2 separate regions of the Drosophila melanogaster genome follow, and region 1 is linked to region 2. A link is a contact called in public Hi-C data. All regions are on one chromosome and are shown on one strand. The core of a region is the stretch at or near the end of the contact, and the rest is flanking DNA. Distances in the headings are between cores, read along the strand shown.

Evidence for each region. A called contact is a pair of places that touch in the nucleus more often than the background predicts.
Region 1: a contact with region 2 is called in a Hi-C map of the Kc167 cell line, with 3 times the contacts expected there. A contact is called at or near these places in 3 of 107 Hi-C or Micro-C datasets (the Kc167 cell line and the S2 cell line).

What each region holds. Positions count from the first base shown.
Region 1 is chr3L:9,835,880-9,841,245 of dm6, forward strand. Cdk8 (Cyclin-dependent kinase 8) reads right to left here and starts at 2,791. Exons shown (of 2, transcript NM_080487.4): 1 at 2,596-2,791; 2 at 1,201-2,533. The coding sequence starts at 2,726. The coding sequence ends at 1,300. It overlaps RasGAP1 (Ras GTPase activating protein 1), which reads right to left. Exons shown (of 5, transcript NM_168382.2): 5 at 3,214-5,366. The coding sequence ends at 4,683. I-2 (Inhibitor-2) reads right to left here and starts at 926. Exons shown (of 5, transcript NM_079289.3): 1 at 643-926; 2 at 170-267; 3 at 1-101. The coding sequence starts at 249.
Region 2 is chr3L:8,689,705-8,694,987 of dm6, forward strand. lncRNA:CR44526 (long non-coding RNA:CR44526) reads left to right here and starts at 2,999. Exons shown (of 1, transcript NR_124833.1): 1 at 2,999-3,487.

The DNA of each region.
Region 1 (5,366 bases), core at 1,541-4,040, 1.1 Mb after region 2:
GCGTTTTGGGCTCATCGATTTTCATGTGTCCGTAGTCCTTGTCGGCCGGATGGAAGGTCTGCATCACGTTCAGCTCATCGAACTTGGCACTTTTGCGAAAACTTTTTAAAAGGATGAAAAAGAAACCAATTAATAAGGGCTATTAACTGGGGTCATTCGATGACCTCACCTGGCTCCCGACTTGTCGAAGCTACGCGAAGTCTTTAGTATACCCTTGCAGGGTAGCTGTGGGCTGGGATTGTTCTGCATCCTGGCTATCTGTGTTACCTGTAACAATGGGCAAAGACCAGAGTGTGCTTTAGTTGCGAACAATGCACGCGGATAATTACGTCAGGCGGTTGGGAGTCATTGATGATTTCGTAGATTTTATGGTTGTTGTTTCTGTTGCTGCTGCCACTGTTGCTGCTGGACAATCGTGAATCACGGCGGCAGTAGCCGAACAGGCACTGAAATCGCGATGTTCGCCAGATTATAATGGCACAGGTCGCGGCGAAACCTCGTGCCCTTGGAGGGGTTGCCATTGCCGCCCACTGGGTGGCCACTACGGCCAGCAATGCCCCACCAACACCCCGCTGGACATCCGACGCATTGTTGTCGTCCGCCTCCGCCTGCACCACCGCCTCCATTCCGAATCCCACTTACTTGTGTGACTTTCGCCTGTTAACTGCAATTGCAACTGCGTTTCCGGAGGGCAATTTACGCCACAATCTTCAAGTTGGCAGCCAGCTGGGTTTTGGGCGAGGGCCACGATCTCATCGATGTCGCCAGACGGGCGGTTTTGATCTTAATTTGGAAAACGTTAGATTTGGCTCTTTACGCTTTAATGGTCACTGTGTGGATATTCTCTTCTAATTTGTATTGCAAAGCAAATGGCAAATCCGGTAAAATATTCTAACAAATTCTACTAGAGCTGGCAACACAGCGATGGCACCTTCGATTACATTTAATCGATACTTGCGTATCGTGACCCAAGCCGACACAAAAACATAACATGCTTTAAATAAATAGCTCAGACTCGAACCAATTTTAAAAATAGTTTTCAAAACTTCGTTTGAGAAATTCATTTTTGAGAGGAAAGAACATGCATTCAAATTTATTTTTGAATATCCTTCGGAAAGATATTTCAACGAATTTGAGTTAATTGGAGTTCACAAAATTAAATAAAGAAAACCCTGTCCATTAAAAATCAACGTTTTATATCGTACACTTTACTTGCTATTATCAAGGTCATTAAATTAAATACTTAGAAGGCTAGAAATTAGTAGGTGTTGTAGAAAAAATGCTGCATGTATCAGTCTCTCAGTTGAAGCGCTGGAAGTTCTGCTGCTGATTGAACATCATCTGTTGCTGCTGCTGCTGCTGTTGTTGCTGCTGCTGCTGTTGCTGCTGCTGCTGGTGGTGAAAATCTTGCTGGTTACCAGCTCCGGACAATCGAACTCTCTTTGCATTCGGCTCAGCGTTCATTTGCTGCTGCTGCTGCTGCTGTTGTTGTTGCTGCTGCTGTTGCTGCTGCTGTTGCTGCTGTTGTTGCTGCTGCTGTTGCTGCTGTCGCTTATTATCCGACTTATCTTCCTGGTCGTCGTCGGTGAGGAATTCACGCTTGGGATACGGTATGGGGCAGCCGGCGAACACGTCCTGCGTGGGCTGCGGCTCCTCCTGGAAGTACTGATCCTGCATGGCCTGTTCGGAGGTGATGCGCTTGTTGGGATCCATTAGCAGCAGCTTCTGCAGCAGGTGAAAGGCCTTGCTGTCTGGCTTTATTTTGTGCCTTTCCATGTATTTGGCCAGCGAGCAGGTGGAGTATGTGGAGCGTTTAAAGTCCTTTGTCAGCGTATGATGTTCCGGCATCTTCTTGATATCCTCCCAGTCCTTGTCCTGCGGAAAGCCCATCACATTGAAGATGCGGTCTAGCTGATCGTGATGGTACGGATTACTGGTCTTTATGTCCTCCTGGCGGCAATGGAAGATGGGCTCCGAAGTGAGTAGTTCGGCGAAAATACAGCCAATAGCCCAGATGTCGATAGCCTTGGTGTAGTGACGAGCGCCAAGCAGCAGTTCCGGAGCGCGATACCAAAAGGTAACCACCACGGGATCCAGATCTGCCAGCGGTTTCAATGGGGCATTGAAGAGCCGCGCGAAACCCATGTCGGCGATTTTTACGCGGCCCCTCTCGTTGCCATCGCCCATCACCAGGATGTTGGCCGGCTTCAGGTCACGATGTAGCACCCAATTACTGTGCAGATAGTGAATCCCATCCAGAATCTGATATAGCAGACTTTTAACCATACCGCGGGGAACCACAACCTGCTTTTTGGTGGCCTTAGCAGCCCGATGGAACTTAATGATGTGCCACAGGTCGTGCTCCGCATAGTCGATCAACAGGAACACCTTGCGGTCGTTGTGCGACAGAAACACCCGGATGAGGGTAATTACGTTCTGATGCTTCAGTTCGCGCAGCAATGCGATCTCGCGGCAGGCGGACATGGACAATCCGGTGCCGTCGATCTGCTTCAAGGCATATTCTTTGCCATCGCTAAAGAACATGAATACTATAATTATTTATATTGTTTGAAGAGCACCCGATGACCAGTTCACCTTGTCTCCTTCCATTTCGCCTTGTAGACGTGGCCGTATGTTCCGCGTCCCACCTTACAGCCCTCGTAGTTGAATAGGTCCTCCACTTTCGTACGCTCTATCTGCGTTTTCATCTTGAAATCGTAGTCCATTTTTACAAAAGTTTGCAAATTCCACAATTGTTTGTAAATGAAGATGCCGCCAATCAGCTGTCTCCCGATAACGATAACACAGCCTTAACCAGGGATGGAAAATGGGAACAGTGCTCGCCATACCTAGCTTTTTTTATAGCTAGCCTTTTAAAACAGAAAACATTTTTTTATAATTTTGTTTTTTTTAATTTTTTGTTTACTGTTTAAAAAATTCTATTGTATCCACAAACAAGCAAAGCCAGAAAAACTTTCTGTATATTTCATTCAACCTCGTAAAAAAAAAACTTGTTTCTAAAGAAAGAAAGAAAATAGAAATATAATCCCCCTAAATATTTTTGAATTCTGAACCAAATCAAATACATATATATTGGATGTTATATAGAAAAATAGGTAATCCAATAGTACTTGACAAGGTGCTTGTATAATCCTATCACAATAAAATATGAAAGCTCTATCAATAATAAACTCAAAAGAAAACGAAATCAAAATTTATCCATTGGCGATACGCTTTATTTTTCCCTTGGAAAATATCTATGTTTTTATTTTCGATTCTTTGTACCAACAACTTATCAGCTAGGCATGGTAAAAGTAAACTATAATTGTGTCCTTAAAATGCAAGTGAAATTATATGTATATGAACCACGTTGGAAACTCCAAACAATTTAAATTCATAGCAACATCTCGTCGTGTTTCTTTCTCCGTTTCGTATCTCTATGTACATTATGCAGATATTAGAATTAAGAAATGCACAAATTATTGGATTGGAATGCATAAACAAAAGGCAATATGATTGAACGCGGCGAAGGAAGACACTTTTCAATGCGATTGATGAACACTGAACTAAATATGGCAAAAATTAGATTATTTAACATTCTAGTTCTAGATGTAAATTACATGTGTAATTAATATGGAAGAGCTTTGGAAACAAATCGGTGGAAGTAAGTCGAAGCTAACCAAATCGTGTTTGTGTAACAATTAACTTGTTTTTCGTTTTAAGTTTAATATGAAATTAAATGCATTTAATAAATATAGGTGTGCGTGCGTATGTGTTTGTATATGCAAAATGGAAGTAAATTTGTTCTTAACAATGCTTTTTGTTTGTATTCTAGAATTTGCCGAATACATATCGTGTGTTGTTTAACATTAGCTGTATGACAGTTATATAAAGTAAATATACATGTAAATGTATGTTTTTTTCATGCTTTTCGCAGTATTTTTCTCGCGTTCAGATTGCGTTAGAATTATTTGCTTTTCGCGTGTGTCGCCTCTGGGCAAAACGCCTAGTTTAGTTGATTTTTTAGAAATTTTTGCTACGCCTAAATTAACTGGTATAATGAAGTTAATCATACACATGTACATACATACTGTGGGATATATATATACTCGTGTATCTGCTATTTACATCTTTTCATTTTCATTTCGCTACTCATCATCCCGCCGATACTTAACTTAGGCTAGGCTTTAAAAAATCTTAGCAGTTTCTGAGTTTTTAGTAGTTTAGGCTTATAAAGTTATCAGTTTTCAGTGGTTCTCTGCCCTCTTTGCGCTCACACAAGTATAGAAATGCTCTTTCCATATTGGGTATTTTGTTTTCGTGTAAAAATAATGTTAGCACATACAAAAAAATAAATAGGCTTATAAATATTTAGATTTCGTTTCCGTTCCTCTTGTTTTCTCCTCGTGTTGTTGTAGCTGGTGTAGGCGGTACCGTAAAAATCTGGTGTATAAAAACTGTTAATTAAAAAAACTTAGTCTAGACCTTTACAACGTTAAACTCGTAAAAATGATACAAAAAAAAACAAGAGCCTAGAAATTAGCACAATTAATCGTTTTGTACAGCAGCATCCTCTGGTTGCGTAGGAGCGGTAGGGGGTTGTGTTTGCCACATCGATGCGTATTCCTTTACCTGGTCGTGATAATGGCCCGCGGCAAAGCGAATACGCACAGCCTTGAACGCTAATAAATCGGTGGAGCTGGCTGCGATGACGATGTGGTGCTGGGCGGTGCGGCCACCACACTTGATGTGGTCGATGATGGACTGGAGGAGGATCCATTGCCGCAGTTATTGTTGTTCAAATTGTTGTTGTGGCGCTGCAGTTGATGGCTGCGCAGGGGCTGGAACTGCGACTGCTGTTGCTGGAGCTGCTGATGGTGCTGCTGTTGCTGCTGATGGAACGGCAATCTCTGCTGCTGATACTGCATGTTGTGCAGACAGTAGGCGTTCATGTTGCTCGTAGCTGGCTGATAAGGATACGCCCGAACGTTCTGCATTTGCGGCAGCACTGGCTGCGGCTGGAACTGCTGAAGTTGCTGCTGCTGCTGCTGTTGCTGTTGCTGCTGATGTTGCTGCTGCTGGTGATGCTGCTGATTCAACTGGCCGGCGGCTCGCATCATATGCCAATAGTTATCATCGCCAATGGGTGCCTGTCTGCTGCCGTATTTCAGTTGCCGCGTAATGCCCTGCTTGTAGTCCCGATGATCTCTATCGATGGCATAGGCCTTCTCTCTCAGCTTCTCAATCGTTCGCTTGAACTCAGCGAAGGCCTGTGGTGAATGCTTCTGCAGATCGGTGGCCAGCGGCACCAGAGGATTGTGCTGTTGGTGTTGCGTCTGCGACAGAGACTGGTGATAGGTGAGCGG
Region 2 (5,283 bases), core at 1,749-4,248:
TGTACGGCCGCAGCCAATTATAAATCGACAATCTGTCTTTAGCTTTCCCCTTGTCTATCCATCGATTTTGTCCCAATATTGTTATATGGTTCGGCCTCACTGTACAGTAGGGCTACTGTATAATTCCCGGCTGCGAAAAAAAAAACAACGAATGACAGAGAATAAACAAAATATTCAAACAAATAAGCAAACAAACAAACAAGCTGCTGCTTCTAGTTATTTGCGACTGATTTATGGGGAATTCCAGGTGCGTCAGCTCGAGTGGTTCTGTGGGTCGTAACTTTGCCGCTGACACCGAATTGGGTGTCCAACTGTCGAAAAAAAAAACATTTTATTAAATATATAAATAGCTGCTAAGTTGGCAGACAACGGATGATAAAACCATCTTGCGAAAGAGGGGATTAGTATGATTTCGACTTGGCCTTTCCTATAAAGTTTAAAAATAATGTCAGTGTTCTTTCCTCCTCTAAACTCTCTACAGCTATAGCCAAAAAAATCAGTTTTGCTATTTAAATTGCAGCTTTTTATAGATTTCTTATTCTTTCGTGACTTATGTTGCTAACTTTTTTCTTTAATTTTGAATAATTTTTGTTCCTCTGGCTAAATTCCAAGCAAGGTGACTTTTTCCGCCGTCTGCTTATTTCTGGGTGCGAATTTGAAATGCAAATTCTTCGCCATCGGACTTTAAGCCCCAATCATAATGATCACATATCTGCGCTTATAGACGGGGCATGTGGATTTCTAGTGTTTTCTGTGCACATAAAAATAAAAGGTATTAATTAACAATAAAAATAACTTGACTGGAGGCACGCTTTGGCGTTATTTCATCGACTCCGGGGCACAAATAAGTAACAAAGTACGAAACAAAGCTGCCAAAAAATCACAAAACTATAGAAAATCAATCCGTCGGATTCATCCGGCAACAACAATGCCTATCCATCGATCTTCAGACTGAAACTCTTTTGTTATTTTGTGATATTTTTGGCACTATTTATTTATTTATAAAGCAGTCACCAGTCGCAGTCACATTTGTTTTTCCTGTGGGCACAATCAATCTATGGCGCGAAAGCCAAAAATAAGTCGATCGACCGAGTCTTAACCGCAAACTTAACGCCTTGGGCTCAGCCGGCGATATCGTGGACATATCGAACTTATGACGCAAGTATCACGTCTGGACATCCAGTATGCAGTAGTCAATACCCAATACCCAGCTGACGGTGGAGTCAATCCGACCGATTCGTAGATACAGCAGCGCTAAAAACAAATCGTGAGAAAGGCCACCGATGTTGACAATTCACACCCTGGATCGTCGAGAGCGGAAGATTTGTTGCTTTCCTACGCTATGGAAAACTACAGGGAGCTTCTTGGACTCAGACCCCAATTTGCTATCATTAGATAGACTCACTCCAGCATATATTTACATGCTTTACGACTTTTAACACCTGATAAGATTTGATTTAAATGTCACAATTAGCGGATGACAAAAATTTCCATATCAGTGTGAATCTCTCTGTCTGGAGTGTCGGGAGGTATTTTTGAAGTTCATTCCGCTTCGTTTTGCGGATTGCCCTATTTTTAGATAGGCCACGTGCAGTCTGATATCTTATTCTATTAGCTCACAATTACGACGCCTTTCAGGAGTAACTAAGCACTATATTTTTAGCACAAAGTCATGAAAAGGCCTACATTTTATCTATTCACTTGACCATGAGGCATTTCCTTTATTAGTTTTACAATTGCTCAGCAAACCATCAATTACACATTTCCCTTGATAAGCCCATTAAGTGTTTCCGCAAAACTAAAAATGCTCCATATAAGGTCATCGCATTAGCGATAGTAATTGATAGGCTAGTATCGTGGTAAGATTTTAATTTTAGCACTCACATTCAACCTGGAACGTGGAATATGGTGCTATGGGTGTTATGGGGATATAGCAAGGTATCACCATCCGGAAATGAGTCGAGCCCCAAAAAAAGGAAATTCTTTATAGTTTAACGCGATTAGATTTGCGACCGTTAGACTGTAAGGGATATCGGATGGGGTGGGTGTACCATTGCCCAGACGAATCATGCTGATTGCATGCATCGTACGATCTCTGTACGCTGATTCCAGCTCGAGTTCCGGCAGCCAGCTGCTGACGTCAAAGTCTTTAATCGAAAGTCGAAACGATGTGACCCACATACAAACATTGAAAGCACAAGTGTTGGCCTAGCCCTTAGTTGCTGACTAAAGTCGGCCCGGGCAGCCAGATAAGGCCAGACCATCCGACCGCGGATCCCATGCACCGCACCACGTACTCCTTGACGGGGTGTAAGAAATACACTGAGCAAATTTAGAATGAGCTTTACGCTTATCATAGTGATATATGATTGAGACAGGTCTTCTAATATAGTTTTTCCAGCAATGAGTAATAAGAAACGCAAAGAAGGGAGTTCCCCCTTTTATATATTGTGAGTCGGTTCGTTTTATGTAAATAAATTTCTTATAATAAATGCTATTTTTTTTAATCTCAAACAGGTTTTACAATATCTTTAACCAAGTAAATAATAATATATTTTAAATCAATATAATTGATTTACATTTATTAAGACCGTAGATTCTTATTATTTACTTGTCTATACCCAGTACTTTAAAAACTTTGAATATATACTGTAAACTTATTGATTGTATATTTACTTATTTTCAACACATGGTAAAATGTATTTTCGTATCTTAAAGCAAGAACCTAACAGTTTTTTTCAGTGCACAGTTCGAAGGCGTCTACGTGCGCTGCAATGCGAAGCACGAGCCCCGTCGTTAATTTCACCATTAGCCTCCTCGCACAGTGAACACTCTGATAAGACGCCGGCATGCCGTGCCACACATGCACACACATAAATATATAAAGTAATATATGACTGATTGTCTGCCGAGGCCCAAGACGTCGGTCGTCGTAAACAGCTTATCAGCCGGGCAATGTGGTTACCCGTCGAAAGCGCTGGAACGGCAACCAGATCGGGAACCTGTCACAGACAGCTGCCGAGTCTCCGGCTGGCACATGCAATCACCCGGCGGAGCAAAGTGCGAAGACCGACGTCATCGTGGAACGCTGACGCAACGACCTTGCCAAGCGGCCCACCTCCCGACGCTCCCACCGGCCACCCACCTTAAAGTCCAACGGGCTGTGAGTCACCAGTCGCCATTGATTTCCATTAGATTTCGATTCGATGACTGGCACTCATGCGGATCACAGATTACAGGATGTCGGACGACTTAGTTGGATTTCTGGGAATCTCGAAATCCCACTGAGCAATGCTATGATATTGACTTCGATTGCATTGCGGAACTGACTTGGATTACGATTGGATTACAACACGGAACTTTATGATAATATTTTCCAAAAGCCTTTGGTCCAGATTATTAATGATATCATGTAACTAAATAATCATTGAATATTTCCCCTAGCAAGAACTTACATATATATAATAATTATAAGTCCGACGACTTTAAGTGATTTGTTTTTGATGGATTTGAAAGATACAAAATTAAAACATCGCTCAACTTGCAATACTAAGCCACACAAGCTGAGAGTCCACCGATCGATCATTAGTTCTTCTTGGCCATTAGAAAATCCCTTCTTTATATAACACGATCATCCGATACGATCCGTTGCCTCTTTCATCAGCTTTTTGGCCAGACATGCCCTGGGGTCTCGAATCTACACAGACACCTCATACATTCAAAATCGATATTTTTTAGATGCTGCTCTTTCGAGTCGAGCTTAGTGTTTTTTATTTTTTTTTTTTTTTTTGGTTTTTGCTGGCTTTGTCTTTGGCGCCGTCTAGCTCAAAAATGTCTAAAACTGTCATTAATTAGAATTTGCAGCGTGTCGAGTCTGTGCCATCCGTCGTCGCTTGTCTGGCCGTTTGGCATTAAAATGTTAACCACCAAGGGGCCAAAAAGGGGGACCAGACCGCATCGCGAACGTTTCTGGAATTCCCCCGCCGCAAAAAAAGAAAGCAAGCCACAAGAAAAATTAGCCAACAAGCGTGTGTTTGCCAAAGCCAAGGCAAAAACAACACAAAAAAAAAGAAATAAGAGTTAAAAATAATCATAAATAAAGGTAGGAAAATAAAGCAAATATCGCCTGAGACAAAAACCAGTCGGAGATGCCGTTGGAGACGCCAAATGGTGGCTACGCTCGACAGGGGAGGGTGGGGGGATAGGGGGCCACAGACGGGCCCCACTCTAAGCCACTCTAAGCCAACTGAGCAACTGAGCCACTGAGCCACTGAACCGCCGAGCAACAACTCTGAGCCACTTTGAGCCACACGCGCCGCGCTTTTGTCATAAGCCTGTCATAGACCACGCGACTGCAGCTGAATTCACACGCTTCGTTGTGGTTTATTGTATTTTTTTCCATATAATTTATATATCATTTGATTGTATTCCACTTCGTGGAATTTGCGGCGACATTCCCAGCACACTTCGTATATATATATAGTGTAGTCTACTGACATGTGGATATATGGATAATGGGGCCACAGTCTGGCTTCTATTCAGAACGATTGGCCGATTTGGGTGCAGTTTCCTAGGCCAGATTTGCATCGAAAGTTTAACAATTCGATCAGATCTTATCTTTTATTTCTTTCGCTAAATCATAGATTTTGAAAGGAATTTTAAAGTGGAATTTTTTGTTCTTGGCCTATTCATAAAACATAATTTTTCCACAATAAAGAGTTTTGTATGTATGGTGGTATAAAAATCTGATCAATGCAAAAGCTGAAATATTTCTAAAATATTGGTCTGCAGTGTAGAGCAAATAAATATGTATATATAAATACATTTTTTTTTAAAGAAGACTATCTACTGTAATTGCTATTTTCCGACACTTAATTTGCAGCTGACGTTCTGTCAATTAGCCACATGGAATGGCATAGTGCCTGTTGTGGGCGTTTGATTGATGTTAGAAATGCCGCCATCGTGCGATACTCGATTATGATAATGCAGGTGAGCCTTCAACAGGTGCCACTGCCATTGGGGATTGGAATGGCGTTTGGAATGGGATCGGGAGTGGATATGACCAACAGTTCGGAGCTTTGGAGCCGAGTCGTGCTGGTTTTTCCCCACAGAATTAACTTCAAGAGCAGATAACATGCCTCATAAATCAAGAGCATGTAAATAGTTTAACGCGTGTGTGTTCCACTTTATTAGCTCATTGAAGCTCATGAGCATTGCTTTTGTGCACATCGTAATATGATAAAATATATATAATATATTATTAATATTTATTATTAATATTAT